2 separate regions of the Mus musculus genome follow, and region 1 is linked to region 2. Evidence: chromatin contacts called from public promoter capture Hi-C data. All regions are on one chromosome and are shown on one strand. The core of a region is the stretch at or near the end of the contact, and the rest is flanking DNA. Distances in the headings are between cores, read along the strand shown.

Region 1 (4,555 bases), core at 635-3,134, 1.1 Mb after region 2:
CCTGAGAGAGGGTGTAAAAGGTTTTGAACTCAGGAACCTCAGAAATGCAGCCTGAGTAGAATCGGAGCTGCAGACATAGCCTGTAGAGATTTGGAGAGCACAGCTACTCCGCTGGCACTGGGGGACACTCGTACCTGCTGGATCCAGGGTCCCAAGTTCGGGGAACACTCATAGAGGCAGGTGTCTTGGATAAAGTGCCGTTTGCATTCCGATGTCATAGTTCCGCAGTGGTTCCAGTTGAACCGGTACAGGTAGGAAATGTCCTTATGTGCTTCCTGGCTTGTGTTCGTGGAACAGCAGGAATTCGTCTTCCAGGGGCTGCACTGTGAGATGGAAATCACAGGACCGTGGCCAAGCACAGACAGAATATTCCACATGCAGCCTTGCACTTTGAAGAGTCCTTGATTGCCTAGCCATTTCGATACTTGCTGTTAAGCTGGCTGTAGAAGCCCAGAAGAGACATCTGGCTCAGTGGGTAAGAGCACACTGGTTGCTCTTGCAGAAGACCAGGGTTTGGTTTCAAGCACCCACAATGGAGGCTCACAACTGTCTGTAATTCACTATGTAAACCAGACTTGAATTAAACTCCAAGCTATCTGACTGCCTCTGCCTTCTAAGTGCTAGAATTAAAGGCATGGGCCACTCACTATGCCTTGGTATTTTTTTCTTTGCACATGTGCTTTGTGTGTGTGTGTGCCTATTTGTGTATCTATGAGTGTTCACACACACATTTGTTTGCAAGTGTAGAGGTCAGAAGACAACCTCAGGCAGTCTGCCCACTTTGAGGCAGGGTCTCTCACTGGCCTGGGGACCACAAATGAAGCTATTCTAACCTTTGATAAACATTCGGACTCACTGATCTTATCTCCTCGGTGCTGAGGTCATAAACCCACATTACCCTAGGCATTTGTACATGAGTCCTAAGGATTAAACTCGGGTCCTTATGGTTCTGAGGCAAGTGTTGTCTTCCCGGTCCCTTTTTTCTGAGCAGCCTCATAGAGTCTAAGTGGCTTCAGACTCTATATGTAACCAAGGATAGCCTTGGACTCCTGAATCTCTTCTGCTTCTCAAGTGGTGAGATGCGTGCTACCACATCCAGGTTTAACTTTCCTTAGTTAATTAAAATTTTAAAAAGCCAGGTTTTCACTAGGTAACCCTGGCTGGCCTGTAACTCACTATATAGATCAGGTTAACCTAGCATCCCCAGAGGTAGGCTTACCACCACCACAGCTGATCATACATCTAGTTCTTTAATTCTAGTTTTGTTTTGTTTTTTTTTTAAGATTTATTTATTTATTATATGTAAGTACACAGTAGCTGTCTTCAGACACCCTAGAAGAGGGCATCAGATCTCATTACGGATGGTTGTAAGCCATCATGTGGTTGCTAGGATTTGAACTCATGACCTTCAGAAGAGCAGTAGGTGCTCTTAACTGCTGAGCCATCTCTCCAGCCCCTTGATTCTAGTCTTTATGAGACCCCGACCCACCCCAAGCCACTTTCCTAGGAAATAAGGGATAAAATGATAAACCCAACATGCCAATCGCTTTGGGGAAATAAATAAATAAATAAATAAATAAATAAAAGCAAGAGAAAGGCATGTGGACTTGCAGTGCCACCAGATGGTCGCATTAAATGTCACCGAGAAAAAGAACACTCGCAATACGCTAACTTACTCCTGAAAATCGACTCTTGGCCTGGAACTTAGCACATAACAAAGTTTCAAAACACACCTTCAAAACAAGTTTTTTGTTGTTGTTTTATTCTGTTTGTTTGTTTGTTTGTTTGTTTGTTTGTTTGTTTTTGAGACTGGGATAACCCTGAAATTTGCTATGTGGATCATACTGGCCTCTAACTCACAGAGATCTGTTTTCCTCTGCTTCTCAGAGTGCTAGGATAAAGGGCATGTGGCACCATGCCCAGTTTAAAAAACAAAAACAAAAACACCCTAAGAATCTAGAGAGATGACTCAGCATTTAATAGTCTACTGCCCAGCACCTATGTCCTGGCTCAAATATGGCTGCAGCTCCAGCTCCAAAGGATCTGATGCTTTCCTTTAGTTCCACCAGAACTCATACATACATGTGTGGTATTCATTCACACAGACACACACACCTACACTAAACAAAAGCATATATATAATTTTTCTTTCTTTCCTTTTTTTTTTTTTTTTTGTTTGGTTTGGTTTTTCGAGACAGGGTTTCTCTGTATAGTCCTGGCTGTCCTGGAACTCATTCTGTAGACTAGGCTGGTCTCGAACTCAGAAATTCGCCTGCCTCTGCCTCCCAAGTGCTTGGATTAAAGGCGTGCATCACCATTGCCCGGCTATTTATTTTTGATACAGGGTCTCACTATATAGCTCTGGCTTACTTGGAACTTGCTATGTAGACCAGGCTAGCTCTGTGGCTCAGTGGATTCTCCTGCCTCTGACTCCCAAGTGACAAAAATAAATTTTAAAAAAAGAGAGAAAAGAAGGAAGGAAGGAAGGAAGGAAGGAAGGAAGGAAGGAAGGAAGGAAGGAAGGTTTGAATAAGTTTGTAAATTAAGGATGCTCAAGGTAGCCACTGCTCAATCTAAAACTAGCAACCTTGTGCTCAGTGTTTCAAAACAGCAGCACAGGTATGGAGGCACACACCTTTAATCCTTTATCCCGGGAGGCCAGCCTGTTTGAGTTCCAGGCCAGACAGGCTACAAGAGAGACCCTGTCTCCCAGACACAAACAAACGAACAAATTAGCAGCAGCAGTGGGTTAGAGAAGGACACAGGAACCTCATCCCTAGCTGAGGATCTATTGATAGTTTGTGATTCCCAGGGAAGAGTCAAATGTGGTTCAAATAGGCTGACCATGCTCCTGTGGGAGGAAAAGACAAAGTAGAACCCAAAGGGTGGGTGTGCCTGAGCTACACATGATGGAAATACATTGTATGTACATATGGAATTCTCAAGGTACAAATCTTAAATATTTTTAAATTTTATTTAGGCTTATTTATTTATTTATTTATTTAGAACATGGTTTCTCTGTGTAGATCTGACTATCCTGGACCTCACTATGTAGACCAGGCTGATCTCAAACTCAGAAATCCGTCTGCCTCTGCCTCCAAGTGCTAGGATTAAACACATGCATCACCACTGCTTAGCTTAAGTATTACAAAAAGTAAATAGAGCCTGGAGTGATGGCTCAGGGGTTGAGAGCACTTGTCATTCTTACAGAGGACTTGGATTCAGCTCCCAGCATGCACGTGGAGGCTCACAACCACCTATAACTCTGGTCGTGGAGACTCCAACACCCTCTTCTGGCCTTTGCATGCACTGCACTTCTTTGATTGACAAATATGCATGCAAAATACCATAAAAATAAATACATAAAAACAAATAAACAAAAAACCAGCAGCAAATAGAACCTGACAGCTCTCAGCTAATAGAGTCAACATGCTCATTTATCCATTGATGCACATGATACAGATTGCTTTTCTTTTGCTTTTTTAAATTTTTTTGTGGTGTGGTATGTCCACCTTTAATCCTAGCACTCAGGAGATTGAGGCAGACAGATCTCTGTGAGAGTCAGGCTAGCCAGAATTACATAGTAGAACCCTGTCTCAAAAAATAAATAATAAAAATAGCCTCCTCCCTCTCTCCTCCCTCTCTCTATCCCTTTCTTGACAGGGTTTCATATATTCCAGACTGGCACTGAACTCACTATGTAGCTGAAGGTAACCTTGAACTTCTGACCCTGACTACCTCTACCTCCCCTGGGCTGAGGTTACATTTATGTGTCAACACATCCAGTTCCATATGGTGCTAGAGATTTGTGACTGCCATGCAGGTACTCTATCAGCTGAGCTACATCCCCAGGCCTATTTGCTTATTTACTTATTAGCTTTATTTATTTTATATGTATCACATGCACACCTGGTGCCTGCAGAGGTCAGAAGAGGGCATTGCATCCCCTGAAAGGGGATGGATCCACCACCTTGGATGTTGTGGATCAGACCTTGGTATTCTGCAAGCTCAACAAGTGCTTTTAACCACTGAGCCAACTCTCCAGCCCTCATCTTGGCTTTTTTTGAGACCCCCCTCCCACTTTGTTGTCTGCACTGATTGTACCTCCCCAATAGCAGACCTGCTGCTGGTTGACTTCATAGTTGTTGCATCACACTGATTTTATTAAATGTTTAGTGAGCTTTGGGATACTAAAAGCACTATGGCAAACAACTGTTATAACACAGAGCCCTCAAGCCCTCCAGCCCTCAAGCTGAGGACCACAGTCCAAGTGTTCGCTAGATGCCTGCCTCCAAAGGCTTCTCAGATATGAGAGTCTCCTTCTCAAGTCTTCAAAGGCTGGCAGAAAAGTGACTGGGCAGCATACAGTCCCTCCCCTGAGACTCCCAGAGGCGTCCTCCCCAATCAGTTTAAATCTAAAACCATCACAATGGTTTGCCTGTTCCATTCCCAAGTTCCTCCTTGAATCTACTTCCTTACTTATGCAACGTCAAAACTCAGCTACCAGGAAGATGAGCTGATAATATCACACTGGCAGTTGGCAGCCAATATGTAC
Region 2 (4,717 bases), core at 1,488-3,987:
TTTGGTTAGCATCCCTGGGAGGCCTGCCCTTTCCTGAAGGGAAATGGAGCAGTGCATCTGGAGGAGAGGAGGGAGGGGAAACTGTGCCTGAGATGTAATGTATGAGAGAAGAATAAAGAAAAAACCAGAGAGTTTATATTTAAGCATCTGTAGCACTTGAAGAAACTTTTCCTTATGTCTGGGAGAATTTAATTGTACTGAATTCCTTTCATTGCCCTGTCAGATTCGTTTGATTTCTGTAAAGAAAGTAAGACACTAGCAAATTAGTTTTCTAATATTTTCCTTTTTTTTTCTTTTTTAAAGAATTATTTTTTTTATTTTATGTATATGAGTACACTATAGCTGTCTTCAGACACACCAGAAGATGGCATCAGATCTCATTACGGGTGGTTGTGAGCCACCATGTGGTTGCTGGGAATTGAACTCAGGACCTCTGGAAGAGCAGTCAGTGCTCTTAACCACTGAGCCATCTCTCCAGCCCCTCTTTCTTTTAGAAAAGAAAATTTATGAGCTTTAATTATAACAGCTCAATAGAGTTAAACAGATCAAGGGCTAGTTCCATGAAGAGCCATCTTCCTTATTCTTGAGTAGAAGCCAATTTAACTTGTAGACACTTTCACATCTGAATACAGTCATGTCAGAGCCTAGCTACTTGCTGTCCCAGCAGGCTTGTTATTTTTGCATATGACTGTAGTTCAAAATATTTGAACATTTCTAAGCTCCTAGGTTGATGTGTTTGTTATGTTCAGGGAAGTGATTACTCACCTAAGACTATCAGCAGTTTTTGTTGTTCCTCTTTGCAGATTTGTTTGTCATTAAGTAAACTGTTTATCACAAGATATTGTAAATGTTAGTTTTTTGTTTATTCTTCTTTGTTTTATTTTTGAGTTAGGGCCTCACTCTGTAGAACTGGCTGGCTTGGGAGTTTCTGTGTAGATCAGACTGGCTTATAATTTATAAAGGTCTGCTTTCCAAGTGCTTGAGTTAAAGGCATGCATTACCATGTTCAGCTCAGAGCTTTGAATCTTTTTTTTTTTTTTCTCTCTCTCAAGACAGGGTTTCTCTGTGTAGCTCTGGCTGTCCTGGAACTCACTCTGTAGACCAGGCTGGCCTTGAACTCAGAAATCTGCCTGCCTCTGCCTCCCAAGTGCTGGGATTAAAGGCGTTCGCCACCACCACCTGGCCAGAGCTTTGAATCTTTAAAAAAAAAAAAAAAAAAAAAAAAAAAAAAAGTATGCAGGGTGCCTTTGGAAGCCAGAAGAGAGTGTCTTGTGATCCCCTGGAGCTGTAGTTGTAGCCATCTGGAGTGGGTGCTGGGAACCAACAGGCACAGTTAACTGCTGAGCTATCTCTCCAGCCCCATATTTCTGAATCGTGAATACTTGGCTACAGTTCTGGGCCTGCTCTATGGCTTAGCATGTATTAATTCCGCTCATTTTATTGTGTGTGGGTGTGTGCGTGCATGCATGTGTGTATCTGTGTGTGTGCTTGCGTACTCATGAATGCACCTCCTTAATTTTTATGATACTATGAATTAGTGGATTTTTAGGGTTCTGAAATATGTTTTGGTTATTTTTCTTACAGATTTAAATTGTCTCTTTCTCTCTCTGTAAGTATGTATGTGTGTATATATGTATGTCTGTGCACAATGTGTCTGTGTGTTGGTATGCCATGGTATGCTTTGGAGGGCAGAGGACAACTTTACAGAGTTAGTTCTTCATTCCCACCTTTACCTGGGTTCTGAAAACTCTAATTCAGTTCACCAGGCTTGGTCAGTAAGCACTTTTACCCCCTGAGCCATCTTACTAGCCCTCTTTGCAGATTCTTATAAGCATTGATGTTATATAGTTAAGAGTTCAGATTAACTGCTGAAACAGAGACCCACACAGTTAGTGGCTAAGAAAGTGTAGAAATTTATCTTTCATGTAACATCAGGAGTAAGGCGATTATTACCAAAGCAGTCAGAGGCTCTGCTCCTTGAACTCATCGGGGGAACCCCCATCTCTCTTTCCCATTGCTTTATTTGCATCTTCACAGGCAGCAGCTTATCAACACATTCACCGTCTAGTCTCTGGGAAGGGACAAGAAAGAGGGGTTTATAGTTCTCTAAGAAAGGGCGTGGGCAGCTGATAGTGTAGCTCATTGGTAGAATATGTGGTTAACATCCAGAAGCCAGAAGGTATATTCAGTTTTTCTGGCATTTCATTCATTATATGTAGAACTGTGACATACCTAGTTGTAAATACTACTGGGGAACGTAGTTTCTGGCAAAGTTGTTTGTGCCCAGTTAAATCTTGGCAGAGTGGGGTGGGGGAGGAAAAATGAATACAGTTAGCAGTCTTCCTGAGTCATTGCTAGCAGGCAATGATTTTTATAACCCTCTTCCTTCCATTATTTTAATTAATTCTCACCAGAATCTTTGACGTAGATGTAATAACCATTTTGTCAACTAAGAAACTGGATTTGAAGTATGAAATGACTGGTTCAAAGTCACAAGGATATCTTAAAACTAAACTTGGTATCTTATTCTCCAAACCTTCTCTTCCTGTTCCTTACCTCAGTGAGACACAGCTTTCTCACCCAGGCCAAGAATTTTGTTATCTTCCTGTCCTCCATAACTAAGCTGGGCAGTTATCATCACCTCAGCACTTTTTAGATTGGTGCCTTTCTCCATCCCCACAGCTGTTGCTTTAGCTCAGTCTTTAGCATCTCTGCCTGGACAGCAGCTTTCATTTCCCCCAGTGCTGCCAAGATCACTCCTCAGCCCAAGCCTGCCAAGTCATCTGTCTTCCTGCTACTCACTGTTTACCTTTCTGTTGCTACGTTTTTACTCCTGTCTGTGTTTCGGTTCAAATGGCTCCGGTTGTCTCTCAACTTGGCTTTGCTTCCTCGGTAAAGCTGTTGCTGTTTTTTCCTTCTCTTCACGCTTCTGTGTTGATGCTTGCCATTGGTAATGCTTGAAGAGCTGTGTTGTTATCATGTCTCCCTTTAATCATCAGCACTAGGTCCTCTGGTAGAGTGGCTACTCAATAACTGCTTAAATGGAATGTGACAGACTGGTACTTGAAACCCAATCCCGAGTTTTTCTTATCGTAATGACTCATTCTGTGTTAACTATGTACATATTTCTCAAGAGTTTTCCCAAAACCAAATTTGGGCATCTGATCTTTCAGGAGCTTTTCCCCTTTGGCAGCCAAGAAGATGCTTGAAGATGGCTTTTTGAACCAATGGGCATTTTTGTGGCATCACTCTCTTCTTGTTGTGTATTTAGATTTAAAATGCATAGTTTTATCAATACCTGTAAAAGTCAGATTTTGAACTTAGGGTAATCAAATTGTGGGGAAATTATTTTTCTGATTTCTATTTGAAGAATATATTTTACTTGGCTCTTTACTCAAATGCTATTATAATTTGCAATAGGTGTTTGGTTTATTTCCACAATTACTTTAAGAAACCAAAATTTTGTTTAAACTTTTGGGGAAAAGTAGGCAAATTAGGAAAAAAAAAAGGAACCTCTTAAAGATGGTTTTATTTTTAAGGCCATTTACAAAGTATATGAAAATGAAGAGTGGGATAATTTCTGTTTACCATGGCCACTATCTAGGGAAAGATGGTGCACATCTCAGTAATGAGTATAAAGGTAGTCTGGATATTATAATTTCTGATCACTGAAGCTCACTTACAGTGGGGCTGAAACCATCTGTTTTGGTGTTAATCCTTTAAAACCCAGTTGGTGGAAGTTAACGTGATAAAGGTGCTAAAGCTTGAAATACAGCAGTCGTTTGGTCTGCTTTACATTTCAACTAATTACATGCAGAGTGAAGTGTCTGGGAAAGGAAAGGGGGAATTAATGCTGCAGTCAACGGTTCAGGTCGCAGCGTGAGCCCTGCACACCTGTCACTGGCTGGTGGAAGTTTTCCTCCATAATTAACGCTCCTCTCTCATGTTATTACTTAATTGGATGCCACAGGAGCATGGTGAAACAGTGGAATCCTCTTAATTGCATACCAGCTTTTAAAACAAATCACCAATGTTTAATGTGGTATTGTTTTTATAAGCCTTCTCAGGGAACTGTTTTGAGTGTTTCAGGTCCAAAAGAAAATGTAGTCTCTGCTTTGGAGCATTGAGAATACTGCTGTTTATAAAGTAGACAAATAAATTTCTGAAACATCTCTCCTGAAAGAGTAAGGAGGAGGAGTAACTAACATTGGCACAGTGCTTCACAGTTTGGCCAGCTGTTTCCTTTGTTTTAATTCTTACTGTAGTTCTAAGGAGAGTTATAACCATGTTTTACAGGTGAGGAAACCTCAGATTAGAAAAGTGATGTTCTGGCCGGGCAGTGGTGGTGTACGCCTTTAATCCCAGCACTTGGGAGGCAGAGGCAGGCAGATTTCTGAGTTCGAGGCCAACCTGGTCTATAGAGTGAGTTCCAGGACAGCCAGGGCTACACAGAGAAACCCTGTCTCGAAAAAAAAAAAAAAAAGAAAAAAAAAAGTGATGTTCTGGTTAGTATTTTTGTCAGCTTGACAGTCATCTGGGAAGAGGAACCTGGGCTGAGAAGACACCTCCATCAGAGTGGCCTGTAGGTCTGTAGGCAAGCTTATGGGGCTTTTTTTTTTTTAATTTTTATTTTTTATTCATGATTCATGTGGGAGGGCCCAGCCATGGGGACAGTACCCACTTAGTCCTGGTCCTATAAGAAAGAATTCCTATATTT

Evidence for each region. Capture Hi-C pulls out chosen DNA fragments and counts their contacts.
Region 1: a contact with region 2 is called in a promoter capture Hi-C map of adipose tissue. The contact joins two enhancer-like sites. A contact is called at or near these places in 1 of 39 promoter capture datasets (liver) and 1 of 9 other capture datasets (adipose tissue).

What each region holds. Positions count from the first base shown.
Region 1 is chr7:101,859,232-101,863,786 of GRCm38.p6, forward strand. Folr1 (folate receptor 1 (adult)) reads right to left here. Exons shown (of 7, transcript NM_001252554.1): 5 at 135-323; 6 at 1. Among named protein-coding and RNA genes, the nearest start is that of Gm35597, 9.2 kb to the right of the region's middle. Within about 2 kb of position 1,885, at least 9 of the 459 cell types and tissues checked have an H3K27ac peak or open chromatin away from gene starts, as enhancers often do. A contact at or near this core is called in adipose tissue, where this site is marked.
Region 2 is chr7:100,730,549-100,735,265 of GRCm38.p6, forward strand. The region is part of intron 1 of Fam168a (family with sequence similarity 168, member A); the gene reads left to right. Among named protein-coding and RNA genes, the nearest start is that of Fam168a, 26 kb to the left of the region's middle. Within about 2 kb of position 2,738, at least 94 of the 459 cell types and tissues checked have an H3K27ac peak or open chromatin away from gene starts, as enhancers often do. A contact at or near this core is called in adipose tissue, where this site is marked.